Regions from separate parts of the Bactrocera dorsalis genome. Here region 1 is linked to region 2. The links are chromatin contacts, called in public Hi-C maps. All regions are on one chromosome and are shown on one strand. Each heading gives the region's core, a stretch centred on a gene start, on an enhancer-like site or on the middle of the called end of the contact. The rest is flanking DNA. Distances are from core to core; before and after follow the strand shown.

Region 1 (6,094 bases), core at 1,255-3,754, 49 kb after region 2:
TATATATCAATAATGACACACTAAGCATATACATATAGAGAAGTATCATTTTCTGAAATCGTTTCTTGAATTTAAATGTATATCAAAACTCAAAATGTAGAAATTTAGTTACATTTTATTTTTAATTTTTTTTGGTCGATCCGCAAAAAATTTTCCTGAAATATCTTCGTTTTATCTGGAGGTAAATAAACATATATAACTGTACTATACTCTGCGGTGTGATCTCCACTAGTTGGAATTTGTGGCGTGGGGGATGAAAGTATGGGGCCACTAGTCCAGAGAGGTAGGAGTTCGCTCCAACCAGCTGATGCGGATTTTAATACATATAGTAGAAATTTATTGATCATGCAGAAACCTATAAGACTGTATTATATCTCTGAATTAAAATTTTATTTGTTCTGATCTTAAAAATTCGAACTAAATAAGGACCCTTTGGTGCTTTCGATTAATTTTTTGAAGTTTGTAGATTTTGCAGAAGGCTATATGACTGCATTATATCTCCATAATGACGCATAAAGTGTGCATGAAGAGTTATCTTCAAAGTTTCTGACTTCATTATTATTACCCCAATCATGTCTTTTAGTATATCGTATCACAAGTCAAAACGTAGAAGTTCGTTCATGTGAAGAATATTTTCAGTTTTTCTGACTTTATATGTATATTCAAAGTCCACAAAGAAATATCTGTTTTCTGACTTTGATTAATATTTTGAAGTTTCTAGATTTTCTCTTTGGAGATTTAAGAAATTAAAAGTTGATGCTTCCAATCAGGCAGTTCATTTATCGACCTTTTCTTTTTCGACAAACCAAATTATGATTTTCGATTGTACTATTTTGTTAGATCTACGTGCTATAGGTTTTAAAAAGCATTAGTAGAAGTTTGAAGGCGAGGTAAAGTGAAAAGGCGAACCATCCGCTCCATGTGGACTGGGTTAGGCACCCACCACATAAAAAACGCCCCATATGAAAAGTAAAAAAAACAGCTTCGGATTTGCTGGTAGTGTACGAAGGTAACACAAAATATCTCCTGCCATTAAAGAAACAGTCCTCGCGACCAGCCTTCCTCATCACTGTTGATAGTCATAACTTTGAAGTCGTAGGTAATGTCGTCTATCTTGGGACCAGTATTAACAGCAATAACAATGTCAACCTCGAAATCCAACGCAGAATAGCTCTTGCCAACAGGTGCTACTACGAAGTGAGTAGACAATTGAGAAGTAAAGTCTCTCTCTCGACGAACAAAGGCCAAACTCTACAAGTCATTCCTTATACTCATTGGTCACGGCGAATATCGCAATTGATGGAATGATTAGCTGTATGAGATATACGACGACATTGACATAGTGCCTGTTCTGAGAGTATTCGGTGCAATACCCCCCAATTAGAAACACCAGGTGGAGGACCTGGCTTCGCTGGGAATCTCCAACTGGCGCCACCTTGCGAAAAGAACAAACGACTCGTCCATAACCGCGTAAGCTTGACCTCGAGGTTTCAAAAGGTACTTCGTCAAAATATTCACATTACTAATGATGGTTATGGTTATTGAGTGTTTTTGGTAAATTCTCTTTCTTTACTAACATTTCTAGTAAAGTGGAATTGGAACCACCACGACTGAATCGAAGGTTGCTACATTGCAGAGTAAAGCAGAAGCTCCAAAAAACTGAAAATAGTAATGGAAAACTTCTTATTGCTTTTTCTATCCGCAACCATCTAAAATATATTCGCGGCAGATTATCAACACTGTTCCGTACCACCAAAACTAAATAAATTTTCCTAGAAAAGCGTAATGTATTCACGAAACCAATATCAAGCTCCTAATCAATGTAATTAAAATCAACCAAATTGACACACCAACTTCAAACCAATTCAATTTATCACTAAAGCATGCAATTTGCCATGAATTGAAGCATGGATCATAGAAAACTAACGGAACAAAACTAGACTATGAATCAGAAGACAAGCGCTGCTTAATGGCAACACCGCTTCTGCCGAGACCCTGAACATGCACGATTGAGAGTGTGGCAGAGGCGCCGCAAAGCCTGACACCCAGCTCGTCTGGCCACAACAAATTGAGACAAAATTAAATTAATATGCCATTTAATTGAAATTTAACCACATTTGCATTTATCGATGCAAAATATGCACAAACATAATATATCCGAAGGATAAGCAGACATGTGGACTCACCTACATATGTATACGGTGATGGTAGAGGACACAATTTATACGCATCAAAGGGGATGGGTCACGGAGGAAGTAAGCCATTTCATGTTGGTGACACTCGAGTTAAGCTTGCCATGTGTGTGTGTTTATGTGCAGATGTTAAGTTTGAAAATTGAATATTGTATGCAATAACGTGAAACTTCCTCAATTTCATTAAACACGAAATTTGATTGAAAATTAATGTCCGTACTTACGCGCTGCCGCCCGAAGGCTATAGTGACCGACCAGCAGTGACCAGTCGCGCAATGTGCAGCAGGTGTGGTGAAAATAATGTGATTGGAGCGAGCGCAAGAATAAAGCTGTCAACAACAGTTCATCGCCCGCGGGGTGACGAGATAGCGAATGGTACTCGCACACATATTATATTCGTATGTGATAACGTGATCTTTTTTTCGGGTTTAGCTACGCTGATAAAGAGGAGGTAACTCAATTTGTATGGCTGATTTGGATTTTTGGGGAAATATGTGTTGGTTTTATATGATAGATTTCAGTGAGTCAAAAAATTAAAGGAAATTCAAAAGCTGAGACCGTAAGAGTTATATAAAAATATTTAAAGAATGCAGGATATAAGACTTTCTCAGATTTAATACAAAATAAGGACTGCACAAGGCTTTTCAATAGAGCTGCTGTCAATGTAGGACTATGCCAATGTTGGACAAGTTTTGATTTTCGTACAAAATCCAAAATTATTTTCAATTTTAATCACAATAAGAAAGGGAGGTCTAAGTTTGAGTTTAACAGGAAATTTTAAACTTTAAAAATTTTCAATGATCAAAGTCGAGGTCATATTTTCAAGTGTTTCGGTTCGGCAGAGGTCTACATATTCGATATTTTGGGACTTAAAACTTTTTTAGAGTCCATTTTATATAATTTTAGGGAAGACAACAAACATTGAGGAGTATCCTCATTGGAGGTAGAAAAAGTATTTTCGTATTTTGTCAATAGATGTCGTTGCAGTCGTATATCTCCAGTGCTACCGATCACATTGTGTCATACCATAAGTGTTGGAAAGGTAAACTTCATTGAAGCAAAAAAAAAAATTAAATTCGGGGAAGTTGAAAAAGGTTCCAGCTGTTCAAAAATGAATGAAAATAATAAAGAAATTTACTATATTTTGAAATTTTTAAATAAGTAAGGGAAGAATGCCACTTTAGCCACCAATGAAATATGTAAAGTTTACGGGGACGATGCTGTATCAGTTCGTGTAGCACAACATGTGAAAGATCCACCTCGCTCTGCTCGACCTATAGTTGAAAAAGTCGATGGAGTTATGGAAAAGATTCACCAGGACCATCACATAAGAAGCCATGACATCGCTAAGGAACTTAACATTCATCATCAAAGAGTTTTGAGCTATTTAAAAAAGGCTGGCTACAAAAAGAAGCTCGATGTTTGGGTACCACATGAATTGTTTGTGAAAATTTTAATGGACCGAATTAACACCTGTGATTCTTTGCTGAAATGAAATGAAATCGAACCATTTCTAAAGCGAATAGTAACGGAAAACGAAAGTAGATCAAATACGACAATAATGTGCGAAGAAGATCATAGTCCAAGAGTAGTGAAGCTTAAAAAATTGTAGCATTGACGACTCGAAAGATTATACTGAGTGTTTGGTGGGATTGGAAAGAAATCATCCACTATGAGCTGCTATAGCCTGGTCGAACGATTGATTGTACATTTTACTGTCAACAACTCATGAGATTGAAGCAAGCAATCGAAAAATCGGGCAGAACTGATCAACGGAAAGGGCTTCGACCACACACAACTTTGATGACTCGGCAAAAACTGTGAAACCTTCGTTGGGAAGTTTTGATGCATTCACCATATAGCCATGACCTTGCACCATCGGACTACCATTTGTTTCGGTCAATGCAGAACTCTCTTAATGGAGTAAAGTTGGCTTCAAGAGAAGCCTGTGAAAATTGCTTGTCGCAGTTTTTCGTCGAAAACCCAAACAAGTTTTACACTGATGGAATAATGTCTCTAGCGGAAAAATGGCAAAAATTTGGTTCATTAAAGTTTGTAGTTTTGTAATTAAAAAAAAAAATAAGTTAAAGTTTGATTAGAAATATGAAAATACTTTTCCGACTAAATATATAATATAATACATATATAATATTTGTACTATAAAACGAAGTTATAAATTGTCTTATATGAAAAGTAGGCGCGATTGTAGTCTGATTTCTTCCGTTTTCACACCATAGCATAAGAATATTAAGAAATATTTTGCACCAAATTTGGTTGATACTGGTCGAACAGTTCCTAATACAATAAATTTCATCTAAGAGTGGGTGGTGTTCCAATCACTGTTCAATTTTTACACTGAGTCTTATGCAAGCTTCTCTGGTTCTAAAGCCAATGCTTCTGACGTATTTCTTCAGTGAGTTAATGCCGTTTTACAAGTTTTTAAAATAACGGTTATACAAGGGCGTGTGTATCACTTAATTTCAAGAATTTTTAAATAGTATGTGAAGACGATGATACGACTTTAGGTTATTAAAACAAAATGATACTTACATTCAATTATGCCTTCAGAGCCGTCAAAATCTGGAAAGAGAAACGAACATTGTTTATAAAAACCAATTAAGTAAGTTACAATAAATTTACTAAAACATAATTTTTTCACTTACTAATTCTTTGCACCTAAACTATTTGCATTATTTACAACTCGATTCTATTATTTACCAAAAAGGGTTTTACTCCATTTCCGAAAATTCGAAATTGACAGCCACAGAATTCAATTAAAATCGAAACATGCACGTAGGTGGTCAGCGAAATGCTTTAAATATCCACAGGGTGGAATTTATGACGACATGCCAGCGTACACGACATGCGGAGCTACACATAATGCGCTTCAAAAAAGAAGCGCACAGCAAGAATTATGCTCATATTATGTAAATAATGGTAATTATTGTTACTATCGAGTTTGTTAAGCAGAAATATTGAATGCTGGAAAATAAAGGCACTTAATTACTCATTAAATGACTAACTAATGCTTCCCAACGACTGAGAGGCGAACAAAAATGCCGCGATGTGTGGGATTAAAGCATAAATATAGGCATATAAATGATATATTAAACTCGTGTCAAGTTAGCGAAGCGACGTTAATTTTTTTAGTGTAAAACTTATATTTTATTTTAAACTTCAATCTTATCTTCTTAGTATTGCTTTGAAACCTTTAACTTCCCTTTAGCTACTATCTTCATTTCTTACCTCTTAAAACCATCTATCTTCGCTTCAGCTCATTGACATTTAAAAATTTTGCACAAATTACCCAAAATATCACTTAAACTGTCTATAGAAACTCCCCACTCCTCTAGTGACATTCATATGTGCCTTTGAATTCGTGTGGTTCAACTAAGATGGCAAGGCTCAGCAGCAGTGCAGGTCCTTTGTAGCTGCCAACAGCAGGTGTGCTTCAAAGAGGACTAATAACGTGGTATTCGGATATAGATACCTAAGTGGCACACGCATGCAAACACGTGCAATACACACAAACATACAAGCGCGTTCTCACCGATATTCTTGGCTTGTTTTGCATTGAACGGTGCCTGTCGTGCTGGTTTTGTAACCGGTTGTATTGGCTCACCGGTCAGCGTACAAGCAGGCAGGCAGGCAGGCAGTCGGTCGGTCGGCTGGAACATGTGCGCTGTTCGTTAGCGATAAGGACATTTCCATGTAATCATGGATGAATAATTGGATTTTGAATCTCAGTTGGTGACTGAAATGGTCACATGCTGGCTCCGGCCTATCTGCTGTATAGTTTGTGTATATGTTTTTGCTGCAAGCACATGGCAACGACATGTTTTGTACTTGGACAGCTGTATTGGTGAGCATATGTGAAAGGATGTACACAAATGCTGCTTGAC
Region 2 (6,778 bases), core at 3,107-5,606:
CGGAAATAAAATTTGAGGGAAAGAAATGTTTAGGAGAGTAAGAAGAGAAGAAAAAATATCAAAAGATGTTAAATTTTAGCGTAAGCTTTGTATATTTTCAGGCGCTTTAAGGTATTATTTTTAGTTATTATTTAACACTAATTGAGATTATATATATTATATTATCCAATATAATGACATGCATAATTTGGCTGCAAACATACAATAGTGTTATTATAAGGTTTGTGACATTAAAGGCTTTAAAATTTGTGATGATTTTCAAGCACTTTTGGCTTTAGAGGGGAAGCCAGAAAAAAAGTTCGGAAAATAACGGTTTTCAGATATATATATGCCTCTAGTAACTGAATCTACTTATAACATAATTTAGCAAATTTTAATTTATTTTCATAAACTACACTTTTAGATAGCTTTTAAAAAATCTGTAGCATCTTTTAGGCGTTCTTCAATCAGCACACTTTTCGTTTCCCTTTTTTACTATTTTATACTTAGTTTCAAACGAATTTTACATTCAAATACGAAATTTAAAATAGTGCGCATAAATAATAATTTCTTAATTGCATTTCGTTGCGTTAAAAGGCAAATGCGAAACCACAAACGGCGACAGATAGACAGACAGATATCTTTCTTATACGTTGTCGTCATATTTGTTTGCGTTCTCATTCACTTTTGCGTGCAAATTAAGTTTATGAAGTGGCATTGCCACCATTTTTTATTTATTTTTTTTTTTTTTGCATTTATCATGCAGCAAAAAAATATGCAACGAAAATATGAAGCGCTGAAAAGCTCATAAAGCTTTAGCGTCATAAAGGCATTAAATGACAGAAAATAAAATTTCGAGCGAAAAATGCGTGCTACACAGAGAAACGCATAAAAAATTAAGAGCGCTGGAAATCTGTAGATAGCAAAGCAAGCACAAAAACAAAAAAAAAAAGAACCGCGCAAGGATATGCCACGACTAGTGCTGGGGACATGGCAAAGAGACTCTGATTTTCTGTTGCATTTTGCTTTCACACTCATTTTGTAGCGTGTATTTTTTAAAATTGCATTTTTTGTGTGAAATTTTAGCTTGTCAGCAAGCAGTAGCGTTGACGCCAAAAGGATATACAGTATTTAATTTAAAAGGAGCTTTGACGTATTTGTGCTATTATATTTTTGATATTTTTAAATAAGCTGACGTTTTTGGATAGTTATTATGAATTTTGGCGTCACATGGCGAGTGGAAACAGACTGAAGTCGTTAACTTTTGCGCTTTAATGTAGAATTCAGTCTTTAAAGCACGTTCTGAACACAAAAAAAGAAAACAAAAATATAAGATATTATAAAGTTTTGAAGCTGTCTTTAAATGGAAATAATCTTCATTGAAATATTTCTAAATAAATACGTTTTGAAACTTCATTAATGCCACTAATGTCCATTTTTTCAATATCGGCCAAATTCATCAATATTGCTTCTAAATAAAGTATACCTTCATTTAGAAGGGTCTCCTTTATTGGCATAGACACCGCCTACGCGTTATACCCGAGTTTACAAGAGCGCGTCAAGATTACAGATCATGACCTATGAAAATGGTCCAAACAACACTTGGAAATATCCTCCCCATTGAAATGCCAGGGATTTGATCAGCTAGTATTACAAAATTTCATATATAGAGAAATTTTAAATTTTTAGCAATAGACGTCACTAACTAAATAATTCCTATAAAAAATATTTCCATGAGCAAATGCATTATTTAGCACCATGAGAGCTGGTATCATAACCTTCACACAACCACACAAATAAAGATTTTTAAAATTTTTTTTCTAAGTAAAAATTTCTTGCGAAATTTTACGCGCGTAAAATTTGCCAAAATATTTTTTTTAACGCCACCCCTTTGTTTGTTAGTTATGTAAATAAAAGTTTGCTAATTCTCCACAAACAATGCTGTCAAATATTTTCGGATAGAATAAATTAAAAAGCGCAAAAGAGTGTAAATAAATGAGTGAGTTGTTGTAGTCAAGTAGAAGTTGATGCAAAAGTGGCAAGACAGTAGAGTTTAAGTAAAGAAAATAGTGGGAAAAATAGTATGGAGAAATGGAATGGCCTAAATAATTGTGGTCCTATTCAACAGTGAAGAGAAGATGCATTTGGTGTTATATTTTAACAAGAAGTCTGACTCTGTGAAAAATCTGTCGAAAATCGATTCATAGTTACTCTGAACGGATTCTGGGAACAAAAATTTAAACCAATACTGCTTTCCAGAAACACAAACCTAGATCATATTTAGCTTTATTTAAACTATAAATTCGAACACCGTCCTAGGATAGGTTATCTTAGGTTAAGTACGGTTATATGGCTGATGGAAAAAGAAGATCGAACATTATGCTTAGACATTTGTGAAGATAGAGACCGTTAATTAGTTTTGAAGTTTCGATAAAGTGCCGTGTACTCATTACATATCTGTGTACAAATCTTCTTACGCATTTAATATCTCTTTCCGCGAGCTCTACTGGTTTTGAAATCTAAGTTATTTTTGCCTTGATCTCTCAAAAGCATTGAAGTCAATGAGAAAATCTGTAGATATTTCTACCCCGTCTTCTTCTAAGCAGCTTCTGTAACTGGCATCCGGTATGATTTTTTACCTTACCAAGTGGATACCCACAATTAGAGAAATCTTAACCTTGCTGAAGGCGAAAATAGAATATTATGACTGCGCAGGTATCGATAGTTGTCCATCGCTCACCCAGAGAACAATGGAGCTCTGGCCTGTTCCTACTCCAACGACTGCGAAGCTAATGTTGCTCATCGAAGTGTTCTCTACCACAAATCCATTGATTTATGCGATGTGTGTGAAATGGCGTCGTCTTGTTGAAACCAAATGTCGCCGAGGTCACAAGCTTCAATTTTAAGCAAGTCTGTTCAAGATAGTCTGTTATTATGGTGCGATACGTCATCACCGGAAGATGAAGATATATGGACCTACGATTCTGTCGGCCCACAAACCACATAATTAGTTGATGTTTTTGGATGAAATGACAGTTCTTGAATCTCTTTAGGTTGCTTTTTGTCCTGAATGCTTTCAGTTTAAGATTTTCACGTAAAATGTGCCAAGTCGTTCTATGCGAGTTGCTGCAAATGGCGCCGGTTCGAAAGAGTTTTTCTCGAAACTGCTATTTTTAAAGCGTTTGTCAGCATTTACTTAAAACTTTAAATGTAGAAAAAGTTGAAAAATTGTAGAAAAAAACCGAAATTTGTTGAGCAGCAACCAATTTAGGATTTTTCGTTTCAGTTTCGACATTTGTTTGAAAAAGTAGATTTTTTTAAATTTTTCCGTATGATCATCAAGAATCCTTTTATGTCTTGCTTACAGATAATCGCGACGACGAGGTCATGGTATTTTTCCCTCTACTTGAAGAATTTTATGAAATTTTTTTTTTACCTCCTTGAAATCAAACCAGAAGCTAAAACTACCATCAACTGACCTAAGCCTGTAACCATTTCCAGGCGCACAGTCACATGTCATATGTTCCTCCAAGAAAATTTCAAGTAAACAGTTTCCAACTCGCGCTCTACTTGAAAGTACACAAACAGCAATAAAAATAGGCGCAAGTGTGAGCGCATGCATGCGAATCACAGTAAATAATGGCGCAATTGTACTTGGGTGCTTAGATGGAAGGCTCGTTTGATTTTGTAAACCGCCATTAAAACTTGCTGTGTGTGGGGGTGTTTACGGCTCCGTGGCTTTGTGTGCGTGCGTGGGCGCCAGACTACTTCAAATTGCCGGCAACAAGAGGTGAAAACAACTACAAAAGCCATTGTCGCGATGACGGAGCCTTAAAAGCATCATAAACATGAGTATAATTTGTCGTAATAATTTCTATGCAACTCTGAGCACTTGTGAGTGTAATTATATATATACCTTCATATATACATGTGTATGTTTGCGTGAATGTGCAAAAACACGGCATGTGGTCAGCGTTGGTGAAAGGGCAAAGGGGCAAATTGTGGGTGTGGATGGGCCTCCGCTTTAGCTATATGTGCATGTGTGCCTTTGTGTGGGAGTGTGGGGCAGTGCGGGTGTGTATGGCTGCGCATAACTCTGCTGTTGCAAGAAGTGCGGCTTTGCTGGTTTTTCCTGCCAGCACTTGGCGCCAAATTAATATTGCAATTTGCAAACAACTACAAAGGCGATTATAAGGCGCAACCAACACTCACACAGACACAAAGAGAGTTGCACTTTCAAACACACACATAGCCGAGTGCATAAATAAAATCCTCTAAGCCAGTGAGACGCGCAAACACAATAAACGTTTATTAGACGCTGCGGCCTGTGTTAAATGGCCAGCTGCACTTGCCAACTTGCAGCAAGTTGCACAAATTAAGCAACCAGTGTTGCACAGGCACACTTCCCAGCCGCCACCGCATATGAGCGTAGTGTGAGCAGTACTTAGACTTGCGCTCGAGCATAACTTGTGGCGGGCAAACGTAACGCTTAGTAGCGCGTTGCCACAATTGCTGCAATTTGGCAGCGTGCAACACAACTTGACGGGGTACTAAATATATTTGGCAAATGCTTTTAGCCAAAATGTCAACAACAGCCATAAATGGTGGTTATGGCATGCAATATTAGTATACGTTTTAATTATTCGTCTTTATGGGGGCGCACACACTTGCGTTTTGTTGTTGTTTTTTTATTTTTTTTTGGTACTCATATGAAAGTGGTGCTTAGACTGTGGAAAGCCCTTCAGAGCACAAATGTTGTACGATTTTTAATCCCAAAACCATTTTTGAAGAGTTTAATCTTTTATTTTGATTTTTCTTAATGTTTTTTTATGAGTTCTTCTTAAACTCTGCATGCCACAACTGTGCAATTTCATCTGGACTTAAAACAGTATAAAGTATAAAGTATACAGCAGGGTGAGCCAAAAACTAGTCAATCACATTCATTGGTTAAAAATAAATGAGAGCTATAATAGCCTTATTTTTTCTTATAACACAAAAGGATAAAAAAATGTCTTTATCTTATTTCTGATGAGTCATTTTGTATGCTGGCTTGATAATATATTAATCCGATCTGAATAATATGCATGGAGATTGTAGCCTTGTATAAGGCAAGTAGTCCGTACCAAATTTCTTGTAGATTTTTTGACAATTAAAAAAGTTTCCATACAAGAATTTGGTGTTGATCATTCAGTTTATATGAAAGCTATATAATATAGTGATCCAATCCAGAAAATTCCTTCATATTTTTTTTTGCGTTTTCTTCAAATCTTCGTCAAACAAAACATTTTCTCATACGAAAGCTTGATTTGGATCGGCCAGTTTATTTGCTAGTGTTCCGATCAGATCAGTATATTCAGAGATTATGGCTTTGCCCTCGGCAATAATGTATGAAAATTTGGGTGGAGATATCTCGTCAAATAAAAAAGATTTCCACACAAGGACTTGATTTTGAACGATCAGTTTGTATGGCAGCTACATTTGTATGTATATGCTAAAGTGGTCCAAACTGTAGATCTGTAGGGTGCCCCATAGTCCTAGGCTATAATCCACGCCAAATGAAAAAGTTTTCTAAACAAGAACTTGACTCCGGAAGTTATATACCGACGGTTCCGATAACACTCTTACACTCCGAAACATTCTTAGTTTAAGGGGTTACATAGGTTTCCTCAGGTAAAACACAGTCTTTTTTCAAAAATTATTATTTTTTACCTAGAAAGTATCTCGTTTAAGTACTAAAGGCAAAGGAAGTGAAAAGAGAATTCAAGGAGTAAGTATGAAAAGGGTGATATCTTGATTTCTTTATGAAAGAGCTTATACCTCTGGATTCTTATTTAGCTTCAGTTTTGAGGGTGATGGCTTTGATTAAGAAAGAGGGACTCAACTCGGAAACTTATATTGGTAGATATTTTGTTTTGTTTGTAAGGATAGAGTGTAATAGGGTAGATAGAGTAAGTAACAGGTCTGGAACTAAAAACAAATTAACCAAATCAGTATTGAAGCCCGATCAGCTTTTTTGTCGTTGAAAATAGTTGGCCAATAGCTCATTTTAGTACTATAAAGTAAAGGGAACATAGAGAAGAATTCAAGGAGTAAGTCTGCAAAGGAGTGACTACTCGAGATTTTTGTAGATTTATGAATGAGCTTAAGTCTCTAGATTCTTATGCAAATCTTTGTTTTGCTGATGACGGCTTTTCGAAAACTTAACCCAAAAACTAAACTTGGTTGTTATTATTTTGGTGCCTTAGTCAGCAAATTAACGAGAATCTTGAGTTCATAGTTTCAGAAAGAAAAAGAAAAATAAATACAGTTAGTTTAGAGTGGTATTAGTGTGATACTAAGTAAAAGAACTCTTTTTGTCATATACAAAAAGCAAATAGCATTGTCTTCTCCACCCTTCCAACTACTCAACTTGTTTGTAACGATCCCACTTGTTGTCATATAAATTCGAATTAGCTTCACAAAATTAATAGTCCATACAGCAGATGTTAGTTATGCGCATAAATTATGTAGAATTATTTTCTCTTTGATAAAACTGTCATTTCAGAGTTGATTTTTGTGGCAAACAATGCCAGCAATTTGAAGCTTCATAATTAGAATGCTATAAAGATCGGAAGGTCGCTGCTCGGCGTGTGCGTGTGTACGTGTGACGGCGAAGTACGACATGTTGGTACATAAGAGCTGCAACAATGCATGACATTAACTACAGTTTGTGGTTAGTTGCAGCAACTGCTAATTTGATTTATCACCCATGTAACAGATGTTGCCGACATATTTACATGTATATTTGTATATGTGTGTG

The links. A called contact is a pair of places that touch in the nucleus more often than the background predicts.
Region 1: a contact with region 2 is called in a Hi-C map of whole body, with 1.6 times the contacts expected there. The contact joins two enhancer-like sites. A contact is called at or near these places in 2 of 2 Hi-C or Micro-C datasets (both in whole body).

Annotation. Positions count from the first base shown.
Region 1 is chr1:4,090,992-4,097,085 of ASM2337382v1, forward strand. It overlaps LOC105232401, which reads right to left. Exons shown (of 9, transcript XM_029552889.2): 4 at 4,743-4,772. Among protein-coding and RNA genes, the nearest start is that of LOC105232400, 16 kb to the right of the region's middle. Within about 2 kb of position 2,505, the one cell type or tissue checked has open chromatin away from gene starts, as enhancers often do.
Region 2 is chr1:4,040,400-4,047,177 of ASM2337382v1, forward strand. All of the region lies in intron 8 of LOC105232401, which reads right to left. Among protein-coding and RNA genes, the nearest start is that of LOC125775848, 9.2 kb to the left of the region's middle. Within about 2 kb of position 4,357, the one cell type or tissue checked has open chromatin away from gene starts, as enhancers often do.